Regions from separate parts of the Mus musculus genome. Here region 1 is linked to region 2. The links are chromatin contacts, called in public promoter capture Hi-C maps. All regions are on one chromosome and are shown on one strand. Each heading gives the region's core, a stretch centred on a gene start, on an enhancer-like site or on the middle of the called end of the contact. The rest is flanking DNA. Distances are from core to core; before and after follow the strand shown.

Region 1 (6,436 bases), core at 3,321-5,820, 410 kb before region 2:
TGCTTGTATGTATGTATATGTGGGTATGTATGTATGTATGTATATGGGTGTGTTTGTGTGTATGTATGTGTCTATATATGGGTGTGTTTGTATGTGTGTGTGAGTGTGCATGTGTGTATGTAAATGGATGTGCTTCTGTCTGAGTATATATGTGTGTATGTATATGGGTGTGTTTGTGTGTATGTGTGTGTGTATGTGGGTATATGTACATTTGTTTAAGTGTGTGTATGTGGATATACATGTGTGTATATATGTGTGTGTTTGTGTGTGCATGTGCTTCTCTGTGTGTACAGGGACAGATCCTTGCCCCTGTGTACATGGGGATATCAGAGGACAACCATGTGAGCTGATTCTGGTTCCTGCCTTCCCCCATATTGTTTCACACAGTACACTCAGGTCCTCAGACTCTAGAGCAAGCACCTTCACCTGCTGTTCCACCTCTCCTGCCCACAGACTCTAATTTTGGAAGCCAAGTTTATTTGTATCATTTTTCTTAATTTTTAAGATTGGTAAATGTTTTTGATATAGTGGTTTTGTTCTAAGAAAAGTTGAGTCCTAATGTAAGTTCATATTTACTCTTTCCCATCATGATTTTCCTCATTATGAATTCCTGTCTTTGTAGCTCATTTGTTATCACCAATGGACCTTTAGTCACCAAGTGTTTGTATGTAATGATTAGCCAGTGTCCGTACTTAGCATGGCTGTTTCATACAGAGTCAACGTGGTGATATCTTCCCGATTAGTGTCATTAAGGTTCTGCCCCTCCCTCAAGCACTCAGCTGTTCCAAGTTCCCATCTCTGAGTCTTCCTCTCTTTCACAAAAACTTGTTTATCTATAACGTTGCCTTTTCCAGAATGCCATGGCCTTTGACTGCTGGACTTTGTAGCTGTATTCTTTCACTGAATATTATACATGTAAATCCCCCCCACACACACACACACAAACTAGACATGAACTTCCAACCCTAACCTTGAAACTGTCTGGAGTTGATATCTGCCTGCAAAGGCAAGATGAGCTTTCTCTACTGTAGTTTCACTGGGTGCAAAAAGCACACTTCAGGGCAGGCCCATGACCACCACTGGACAGCCAACACAAAGTGAACTCAGTGGTCTTTTCGCTGATTTGTTTTCTCATAGTTCTTTGTTTAAGCACGTTCTGTGTTAATGATCTTTCACTTGTATACTATGCTTTCTGGTTTTGTGGTTTTACTGGTTCTTGTACTTTCTCTTTGGTGGTTTTTTGTTTGCTTTATTTTTCTGTTTACCTGTATGTTTGAGAAAGGGGAGGGAGAAGAAGGAGGAGGAAGAAGAAGAGGAGGAGGCGGCAGCTGCATGGAGTTAGGTGTATGGGAAGGAGAGAGCAATCTGGGAAAAATTCAGGGGCGGGGAACTGATCAGAATATTGTATAAAAAAGTATAAAGTATTAAGGGAAGAGGGGTTTGTTATGGTCCATGGTTTCAGAGGGTAATGTAGACCAGAGGTGAGGGAGGGTTCATGACTGACTATGTGATGGGGCAGCAGGTTGCCCTGCATGTATAGTCTAGAACCAGAAAGGAAGGGGAACTGAAGCAGAGAGAGAGAGAGAGAGAGAGAGAGAGAGAGAGAGAGAGAGAGAGAGAGAGAGAGAGAGAGAATGAGAGAGAGGCTTGTGCTTACTCCTTTTGCTTTCTCCTTTTTAGTCAGTTCAGGATCCCAGCACACAGGATGATGCCCTGCTCATTCAGGGTGGGTTCTTCCCTCCTTACTTAAACCTAGTTGGAAGCACTGTCATAGACACATCTCCTCCCAGTGATTTTAAATCCTGTCAGATGAACAGAGACAGCTACTAGTCCACATTAGAATAGCACCTGTCTATTACCTGGTCATGTTCTGCTTGATAAATGTACATGTTTATCCACTCATACATGAAATACAAGTGGGATGATACCTAAGTCTAGACCATATAGCCCATTTCTCTGCTTCCCAGGGATGCCACTGTGCATAGCTCTTGCATCTGCTTCCGAGGACACTGGATATGGATATGCAGGAGAGTTAAAATAAACTCCTTCCTTCCTTCTGCCTTAAGAAACCAATTTGAAATAGATCAAGAATCTGAAAAGCATTCATTGTGCTAGAGGACACATAGGACCCATTCTTCAGTACACTGTCTAGACAAAGACCTTCTGAGTCATACTCCAATACTTCAGCAAACCACAGCATACAGGATTGCACTAATTTGCAAATGTTATGCCAAAATACATTTAACAGAATAAAAGGATAGCCTACAGAGTAGGAGAAAATGTTTACCAGCTATTCATCTGACAGTTTGCTATTCAAGTGTATAAAGAATTCAAAATATTGGCCCCTAAACACAAATAATTCAGTCAATAAAATGGGCAAAGAAATTTTGAACCAATAGTTCTCAAAAGAGCTAGACAATAAATAATATGGAGACTGTCCAACATCCTTAGCAATCAGAATGCAAACAAGACTAACACCCAGATTCCATTTCACACGAGCCAGAATGGCGAGCATCAAGATGATACCAACAAAGGCTGATTTCAAGGAAAAGGTAATACTTCGCTGATGTGGGTGAGGACCTCTTTCACCTATTACTACTGGATATTTATCTCAAAGACTCAACGCAGTCAATGACAGAGGATCTGCACACCCATTTTTATGGTGACACTATGCATAAGGGCCAAGCTACAGGACCTGCCTAACTCTGCCCGGGCAGGTGCATGAATAGAGAAAAGTGCCTTATGTGTGAATGGTGGAGTTTTCCCAAGGATAAATAACAAAGTTGTGTCTTTTGCAGAAAAGTAGATTTACCTGGAGAAAATCATATTAAAAACTTAATTCATTTTGAGAAATAGAGTAATGGGGGAAGTGACTAAAATGTAAGACATATTTACCTGAAAACTCAAATTCTTATGAAACAGATGCTTACACGTCTATATTTATTGACATTATACTGAGCCCTGTCCTTTTGTGCAATAAATATGTATTACTAAGAGTTAATAAAATAATAAAACAAGTATCTAAGAAAAGAGCCACTATTTCTGATAACTACTAACATTATCATTTCCTGTACACTAATGTACTAACTCCCAAATTGTAATACAAATCACATGCATGCATGTTATAGCTCCCTGGAGGATCATTCCTGAGGAAGTATGTGGTTTAAGACTGAGAAATACTAATGAAGTCAGTTTCCTGGGCTGGTGAATCAGAGAACAGCTTGTCTGAGGGAAGCTAGGCTCTCAAAACAGAGAGAATTGGGGTTTCACCATGCTTAGAACAAGCTGCATGGGGGTCACACAGTACTGGGAACTAGCTGGCAAAATCAACAGTGTCTAGCTTTCAAAGGAGAAAACTGAAGAACTACAGATCAAAGTGACCAGAGGACCCTGCACTATATAAACTCTACATATCCCTGACAGGCCTTAATGACAAGAAGAGAGTCCAAACCACCAAGAGTAGACACAAGTACAAAGCCAGGTACTGAGTTCGACTTATTTTATCAGTAGGGCAGCCCTTCCCTGGGGACCTTTCCTTTAGCTTGCTAAGGCAGGGCATGAGGATTCCTTAACTCATCTAAGCATTTGTTTAAGAAGAGCCATTTGAATATTTGATCATAGTAAATGTGAATCCAACACCTCCTACGTTAAAGCTAAGTGTGACTTTCAAGATTGGAATTTACAGCTCTCATACACAGTAAGATCACCTAGAAGAAATATATAGAAAATAACCAATAAGTTTCCTATGTTATTTCCATTTTTTTTCCATCCCACACTGGGTTCATTTATTTCAGTGCAAATGTGCGTGGAAAAAAAGCAACAGTGTGAAGTAAATGGAAGGTGTGTGGAATAACTCAGGACACAGCACATCAGAAATAACGGCAGTCTTAGACGTCAGTGTCGAATGGTTCAGGATCAACTTTGGGCTCCACTCCCTGTTTGGAACTGACATAAAAAAATTCATAATTCTGCTTATTGCCCAGAAATGTGTAAGAAAGCAATGTTGAAATGTTTTTCTGATCACTGTTGTTCTTATGATAAATTGGTATTTATAAAGCACTATGTCTTTTTTCTTGTCTGTGACTTAGGTAGGAATAATCAACTGCAATGGTCATGGTGTGTGTGTGTGTGTGTGTGTGTGTGTGTGTGTGTGTGTGTGTGTGTGTGTGTGAACCCTAGTCCCTGCAGATACACATGCAGGTCTCAACCCAGTGCTGATTGATAGGAATTTCTGTTTCTTCACATGGACAACTTCCACTGTTTCACCGGTGCCAAAGATGCCAAACACTGGCTGGCTGGCTGGAGTCTCTTTCAGTGGAGCTCAGAATCACCAGTCACTTTCCATGTTCACTCATTGAGGAACTGGCCTACCCAGAGGGCATGTGTGGATGAACAAGCAATCCACTGATGGAAGCCAATAGCACAACTGAAATGCTTGCTGTTTACCTTTCACACAGCTCCCTTAAAACAAACCCAGCCACTACACGATCAGCTCACCTTTGAAGGCACACTCTGCCTTGCTCTCTGACGTCCTTGCATGACATTCCATTCAGCACTTGGCTTATTTTTAGAAAGACTATCAACATATTTTCAACTGGTCTGTTTCAGCGCTAGAACTTGGAATCTTATATCGTGAAGGGCAGCACAGGAGGAAAGCAGACTTCTTTAAAATGGGGAATTACAAATCCAGACCGACACAGACTTGTTCTGGTAAGCCTTCTGATTTCCACCATGTTCTGCTAACATTTCTCGCTTTCTTACATGCAACACAACTCACTCCTAAGAGTGGATGTGTTTCAAATCACTGAGATGTGTGCCGATCTGAATGCAGAGAATATTAAGTGTTGAGTTTATTTGAACTTACTCCTTTTCCCTGAAACAGTTCTAAAGGAAAACAGAGAACTTCTTGTTAAAAAATATTGGTTTAGTCCTTTCGTATAATATGATAGAAAGTTTGAAGAACTATTGAGTATAGAAATTTTAGAATTATATCTTAAGTATCTAGTATTTAAAAGCAAAAGATACTGTCTAGCAATGAGATTGCTGCAATTAAAATGCAATAAAATCAATAAGATAAGTCAAATATACTCTTTTATGTAAATATATTGTACAATATCAAATGGGTTCTTAATTACTACAATCCCAAAGTGATTGCATTACAAACATAAACATCTGCATTAAACCCACAATCAGTCATTTAAATTAAGTATTGTAGAATTGAGAATAAAAAACAGGGTTTTGATTACTTGTATGCTATGATCTCTGTCTACATTTTGCAAAATGCAATTATGAATCAATCCTATTTGTTTTTCTTTTCCAGATGAATGGAAGAAGAAAGTTAGTGAATCTTATGCTATTATAATAGAAAGGCTGGAAGATGACCTGCAGATCAAAGAAAATGAATTTCAAGAACTAAGACACATCTTTGGGTAAAGTCAGAGTTTTTACTTTTTAAAATACATGTCTCCATATTTTGTTTTTAGGTATGATGTGCGTGCAAGCATAAAGCCTTAGCAATAAATAGGCTAAGTCTTGGGTATAACCAGACTAAACTTTAGAGTGCCAAGTTATCTGTTCATAAGAATTCATGTGGCTCCCAAAATGGAAAGATCACACCTCCCTCACTAAACTATAACCTAAATTCTGTCCTCACAAAAGTTGAGGGAGAAGAGCTTGGAGAATAGGCAATTGGGCACAAGCTGTCACTATTCCAAGTAACCTACTCTGGAATTAATCACTAAATTATTTATTCCGTGCCACTAACAAACAGTATTGCTTATTTGCCAGGTTTGCTGATGCTAGACCTGAGTCTCCTTGAGGAATAAGAGAAGTTTTACCAACCCCCTGTAGATATTGGAGGCCTTCTCCAGGAAGGCTGAGTATAATTCCTTTGCTCAGGGCCTGAATATAATTCCCTTGCTCTGTATACATTGAAGGCTGTCTTACAGTGGGACAGAAAATTATTTTACCCTCATTTTTGTAATATGTGTGATATCCGCTTCTGCTTTATTATACAAAGAACAACAACAATAACAAAACAACAACAAAAACATCCTGGACTGGGACAGCATCACAACCCTGTAAGGCACACAATGTTTAGACAAGAGGGGCAGGAACCCAATTTGTACCAAAAACCTCCTAGAGAATTTGAATCTGATGCTGAGAAACTAGGTATGTTTCAATGCAACAAGCTTTCCAACTGTCTTAGCTTTACCAGTGTTACCATGAAACTTCACATCCAAGGCATCTTGTGGAGGGAAGGGCTTATCTCACTCATGGTTACATATCACATTTCATCATTAAAAGCAGTGAGAGCAGGAACTCAAGTAGGGTTAGGAACCTGGAGGCAGGAGCTGGTGCAGACTAGGGTGGGTTGCTGGTTACAGGCTTGCTCAGCCTGCTTTCTTATACAACCCAGGACCACCTTCTCAATGGT
Region 2 (6,422 bases), core at 1,704-4,203:
GAGGGAGGAGAGGAGAGGAGAGGAGAGGAGAGGAGAGGAGAGGAGAGGAGAGGAGAGGAGAGGAGAGGAGAGGAGAGGAGAGGAGAGGAGAGGAGAGGAGAGGAGAGGTTTATAATTTGAAGGAAAAGGATAGAATAACACCTACAGAGCAAGTGTCAGGCTTTCTAAGATGGGAAGGACGATGATGGGCAACCCTCACACATAGTTTTGTTTTTTGTTTTTTGTTTTTTTTTAATGTAACAAATGTTCAACACACTTGGTTATTCAAAGGAATTCATCAACAAAGAGACCCAGCCCTGTGATAAAGTGACTGCTGATTCAGAACAGACAGTGTCTAGACTAAGCTGCCTCTGTGCACAGATGCAGGTCAAACCAGGTCACACCCAGCCCTTGTTCTATGCAGATGCGGACAGTGTGGGAAGAGAGCCCAGGACACCTAAGGGATGAGTCCTTCTTCCCAGCACTGTCTGAGCTCAGTGGGTTGCCGGCTTCCATACATGTCTTGGGGGCAGACCAGACCTGAGACACTGTGTGCTAATGAGTGTGAACTTGAGAATATGTATCAGGCTGTCAATCATTTCTCAAATTTAGGACCACTGCACAGGCTGATAATTAGCCTGAATAAAGCTAAGTTGATGTTTTCAGTTGCTCCAGGCAAGTCAGGCAAGCTACCAAGAATTAGCATCAGTGGCCTGGAGTTAAAAGCCGCATCCGATTCCCCTGCCCTGTGTAATGACAGATCCCGGGCTTTGCTTTTTCCTGGTTCTTTGAGCAGCCGGCCATGGTGGAGCTCATTACTGCAAAAGGAAGAGCAACCTGTATTAATAAAGCCAACTTATTTGGGGGGAATTGACAGGATCCGTGTCGATAAAGTATCTGATTACAGATAAAATGCCAATGTGCAAGGCGGCCCCACCATCCGGTGGACCCTGTGCATGTGCGATCTATCTCACCGTCGGGACCTCCTGGGAGAAAATTAATTCTGCTCCGGACGGAACATCAAACAACAGTGCTGGTCATGTTGTCAGGAAACGGAGCTACTTGTCAGCCGTGAGCAGGACGTTTGACCAGCGTGTTTAGTAGCTGAATATAGAGTCAGTTCAACAGCCAAGGAAATAATGAATGCTCGTAGAAGCACAGGAAGACAATCTCTAAAAGCCACAGTTCCTTGCATGGATTTCTAATATCCCCTCAGTGTTTGCATTCGGATCCCAGCTTGAACAGTGCAGGGGAGGGGTTGCAAAGCTTAATTTCCTACACTGTTTGGCTTCTTTTATTAGCAAATACTTCACATATAACCCATACAAAACCCTAAGTCTGAATGGAAGGAAACGTTAAGAAGGATTCAATGGTGTGGACTCTTGCTAGATTCACGTCTATCAGTGTAAACTAAATAAAATTGGGCCTATTTTATTTCCCCGTTTTTTTGTTTTTTTTTTTTTTACCCAGCCAGCAAGAAGTTCACTGGAATTAACAGCTCTCTCAAAGCCCGTGCCGGCCAAAAGGTGTGCCTGCAGCACCACACACATCCGCAGCCTAAGTCCACTTATTCCTTAAATAGAAACTGAAAGACACAGTAAAACTTACAAGTCTGTGCATATATTGAAATAACCTTAGATTACAGACCACTGCTGGTGCACAGTACACACTTTAATTTCAATTTTCTCAGTGAATATTTACCAGGTTTACTCAAGGCAAGGCTGTCTTCCAAATCTGGAGTGACCCTGCAGTAGATGGGCCTCATTTGCCTGTACCTGAAAGGCCTAAGAGGTGTTTCATCTGATGAAACATCACTGAACGTCTTCAAGAGGATCTTTTCACTGGGAATCTGTGGGTCCACTGGTCCTAGGATTCTTAAACACACTAAGTCTAACAGCCCCCTCTTCTGCAATGACCTCTGAGCCTTAGATTTGGGGGTGTTTTGAAGAAGTAGCCATGGGACTAGGCTCTCGATTTTTATGTGAAGTGCTTAGTACCGCCTGTGTAACATGATTGGCGAGCTAGGCAAGGTGCCCTCGCTCTTCTCTACAAAAGCAAAGTGAAAGCTGTCAGAATCAAACAGATGCCTCTCCCGACCCTGACAACACAGAGTGGATGAACCCCGGAGGCTGTGCAGGAAAGGATCTAAGGCATGGCTGCCTGCCGGAAACCATCAGGAAAGACTCTGCCAGGACTACTCTCCCCACATAGAAGCCACCACAGCCTTCACAAACAGTACCACTCTGGGGACACCTGCCCAGGAGCTAGCAGTTCCCCTTCTGCCGGAGGTGTCCTGCTGCTAACCCCTTCAGCCAGGGTGATTGCTTCATAACATCTGGTAGATCCTCTTTAGTTTTGTCTTTTTAAAATCTTCCCTTCCTACTGGAGGTGCACGGTTGGTAGAGAAGTTGTCCTTGCTTGCAGCCCTAAGTTAAGTCAGGAAACCGGACTATGGAGATACAACCAGAGACCCACAGTTGAGAGGTAGAGTCAGAGAGATGAGAAGTTCAGGGTCATCTCGGTTACATAGTGAGCTTTAGGCCAGCCTGGGCTACATCAAACCCTGCCTCCCCCAAAAGAAAAAGGGGTGAGGGAAAGAACGAGTTAAGGAGACAGAAGGATGATGTAGGGGAGTAATGGATGGGAGCAAAGAAGTAGAAAAGACAACTACAAAACAATGTATCCTGGCCTCAACAATTTGAATGTGCCCACAGTTCACTGTGACACATGAAACTCCCGTTGGGTGTTTTCCCCAAATAAGTATTGCTATTCTTTGCGTAATCTGTTTTTATCTGTGTTGCTATGTCTAATATTATCTCATGCTAATGAAGTATTTTAAGAACAAAGCTGGCTTAAAGGCGCTGTCTCTCATGATACCCTTTGCTGAAGGACTCATGTTCAAATGTAGACAAACTTCGAGCAGAGCACATCCAGCCCTGGCCACACAGGCAGCGCCCGCAGGCAGGCATGCCCTGCACCGTTAGCTGTCAGGACAACTTCTGCTTCACTTCCCTGAGCTGCGGGGACTGTGAGCCCCATCACTTTCTCTCCTCGAGAATTATCCCCCCCCCCACCCATATCTCATGCATCAAAGACTATCTGTCAACCCAGGCCACTCCTTTTTTACTTGCTTCTCTGTCTTCACTGGTTCTCAGTTTGTGAAAGTGTCACCGGGTCGCGTTCACAGTGATGTGTGGTGGAACGTTTTTTGCCCGGGTTCTAGTTTTCGGAACTTGCGCCAGCTGGCAAAGAAGGCGCACTGCGTTCAGAGCCTTGCTTATCCCCTCAGTGTTCCAGCTCAGTCACAAACGGGGGTCTGCGTTTTGCTTGCGAGGAGCTGCTTGTGTGGTGTGTGGCTGTAGCTGCTATGGTGCCATTACCGTCCCGAAGTGTTGATTTCACGACTCACATTTCGCCCCTGTTCCTAACTTGATGCCCTAGCTTATATTTTCATTTCACTCCAATCATTTTTTAAAGTTGAGGTCTTCCATTTTACTTTAGCAAATTTCGGTTGGAACGCTGCGATCGAAAAAAGAAAACGCTTATAGAAAAGCTGAAGGTTAAATCAGCTTTCTTCTGTAAACAGTGCCTAAATTATCATCTCCTCCCTTAACAGCCCAATTAGTGAGTTACAACAAAAATCACAAAGCTGGGGAGATTTAAAACGTGAGGCTAGTGCGCCACCTGCTGGTAATAAATAAAGATTTTTTTTTTTTTTTTTTTTTTTGTTAGCAAGCCACAAAAGCTACACCAGACCATGTCACCCTCCTTTAAACCTGTCTTTCATGAATATCTGGTTTGATTCAGACCCTGAAATGGCACCGAAATACTTGAGAGTGGCCACTCCTCATCCTTACATTCAAGAGTCATCGCTTCGCCCCGGGCTACCTTGCCAGCAGAGTCTTGCCCAACATCCGCAAGGGCCCACACGGGACTCCCCACGGGATCCTAAGACCTCTGGTGAGTGGAACACAGCGCCTGCCCCAATCCAATCGTGCGGAACTTGAGACTGCGGTACATAGGGAAGCAGGCTACCCGGGCCTGATCTGGGGCACAAGTCCCTTCCGCTCGACTCGAGCCCCGGGCTTCCTTGCCAGCAGAGTCTTGCCCAACACCCGCAAGGGCCCACACAGGACTCCCCACGGGACCCTAAGACCTCCGGTGAGTGGAACACAGCGCCTGCCCCAATCCAATCGCGCGGAACTTGAGACTGCAGTACATAGGGAAGCAGGCTACCCGGGCTTGATCTGGGGCACAAACCCCTTCCACTCCACTCGAGCCCCGGCTACCTTGCCAGCTGAGTCGCCTGACACCCGCAAGGGCCCACACAGGATTCCACACGTGATCCTAAGACCTCTAGTGAGTGGGACACAACTTCTGCCAGGAGTCTGGTTCGAACACCAGATATCTGGGTACCTGCCTTGCAAGAAGAGAGCTTGCCTGCAGAGAATACTCTGCCCACTGAAACTAAGGAGAGTGCTACCCTCCAGGTCTGCTCATAGAGGCTAACAGAGTCACCTGAAGAACAAGCTCTTAACAGTGACAACTAAAACAGCTAGCTTCAGAGATTACCAGATGGCGAAAGGCAAACGTAAGAATCCTACTAACAGAAATCAAGACCACTCACCATCATCAAAACGCAGCACTCCCACCCCACCTAGTCCTGGGCACCCCAACACAACCGAAAATCTAGACCCAGATTTAAAAACATTTCTCATGATGATGATGGAGGACATCAAGAAGGACTTTCATAAGTCACTTAAAGAATTACAGGAGAGCACTGCTAAAGAGTTACAGGCCCTTAAAGAAAAGCAGGAAAACACAGCCAAACAGGTAGAAATCATTAAAGAAAAACAGGAAAACACATCCAAACAGGTGATGGAAATGAACAAAACCATACTAGAACTAAAAGGGGAAGTAGACACAATAAAGAAAACCCAAAGCGAGGCAACGCTGGAGATAGAAACCCTAGGAAAGAGATCTGGAACCATAGATGCGAGCATCAGCAACAGAATACAAGAAATGGAAGAGAGAATCTCAGGTGCAGAAGATTCCATAGAGAACATCGACACAACAGTCAAAGAAAATACAAAATGCAAAAGGATCCTAACTCAAAACATCCAGGTAATCCAGGACACAATGAGAAGACCAAACCTACGGATAATAGGAATTGATGAGAATGAAGATTTTCAACTTAAAGGGCCAGCTAATATCTTCAACAAAATAATAGAAGAAAACTTCCCAAACATAAAAAAAGAGATGCCCATGATCATACAAGAAGCCTACAGAACTCCAAATAGACTGGACCAGAAAAGAAATTCCTCCTGACACATAATAATCAGAACAACAAATGCACTAAATAAAGATAGAATATTAAAAGCAGTAAGGGAGAAAGGTCAAGTAACATATAAAGGAAGGCCTATCAGAATTACACCAGACTTTTCACCAGAGACTATGAAAGCCAGAAGAGCCTGGACAGATGTTATACAGACACTAAGAGAACACAAATGCCAGCCCAGGCTACTATACCCGGCCAAACTCTCAATTACCATAGATGGAGAAACCAAAGTATTCCACGACAAAACCAAATTCACACAATATCTTTCCACGAATCCAGCCCTTCAAAGGATAATAACAGAAAAGAAGCAATACAAGGACAGAAATCACGCCCTAGAACAACTAAGAAAGTAATCATTCAACAAACCAAAAAGAAGACAGCCACAAGAACAGAATGCCAACTCTAACAACAAAAATAAAAGGAAGCAACAATTACTTTTCCTTAATATCTCTTAATATCAATGGACTCAATTCCCCAATAAAAAGACATAGACTAACAGACTGGCTACACAAACAGGACCCAACATTCTGCTGCTTACAGGAAACCCATCTCAGGGAAAAAGACAGACACTACCTCAGAGTGAAAGGCTGGAAAACAATTTTCCAAGCAAATGGACTGAAGAAACAAGCTGGAGTAGCCATTTTAATATCGGATAAAATCGACTTCCAACCCAAAGTTATCAAAAAAGACAAGGAGGGACACTTCATACTCATCAAAGGTAAAATCCTCCAAGAGGAGCTCTCAATTCTGAATATCTACGCACCAAATGCAAGGGCAGCCACATTCATTAGAGACACTTTAGTAAAGCTCAAAGCATACATTGCACCTCACACAATAATAGTGGGAGACTTCAACACACCACTTTCTTCAAAGGACAGATCGTGGAAACAGAAACTAAACAGGGACACAGTGAAACTAACAGAAGTTATGAAACAAATGGACCTGACAGATATCTACAGAACATTTTATCCTAAAACAAAAGGATATACCTTCTTCTCAGCACCTCACGGGACCTTCTCCAAAATTGACCATATAATTGGTCACAAAACAGGCCTCAATAGATACAAAAATATTGAAATTGTCCCATGTATCCTATCAGACCACC

Evidence for each region. Promoter capture Hi-C pulls out the DNA fragments that hold promoters and counts their contacts.
Region 1: a promoter capture Hi-C map of hippocampal neurons shows a contact between it and region 2, with 2.8 times the contacts expected there. The contact joins the promoter of Tnni3k here to the enhancer-like site in region 2. A contact is called at or near these places in 10 of 39 promoter capture datasets (the 3T3-L1 cell line, 3T3-L1-derived adipocytes, the C10 cell line and 5 more), 1 of 15 datasets of contacts at CTCF or cohesin (the NIH/3T3 cell line), 4 of 115 datasets of contacts at active chromatin or transcription factors (embryonic fibroblasts, embryonic stem cells and heart atrium) and 1 of 9 other capture datasets (adipose tissue).

The regions. Positions count from the first base shown.
Region 1 is chr3:155,053,541-155,059,976 of GRCm38.p6, reverse strand. Tnni3k (TNNI3 interacting kinase) reads left to right here and starts at 4,570. Exons shown (of 25, transcript NM_177066.5): 1 at 4,570-4,710; 2 at 5,321-5,429. The coding sequence starts at 4,671.
Region 2 is chr3:154,644,137-154,650,558 of GRCm38.p6, reverse strand. No RefSeq gene overlaps it. Among named protein-coding and RNA genes, the nearest start is that of Tyw3, 50 kb to the right of the region's middle. Within about 2 kb of position 2,953, at least 18 of the 459 cell types and tissues checked have an H3K27ac peak or open chromatin away from gene starts, as enhancers often do. A contact at or near this core is called in hippocampal neurons, where this site is marked.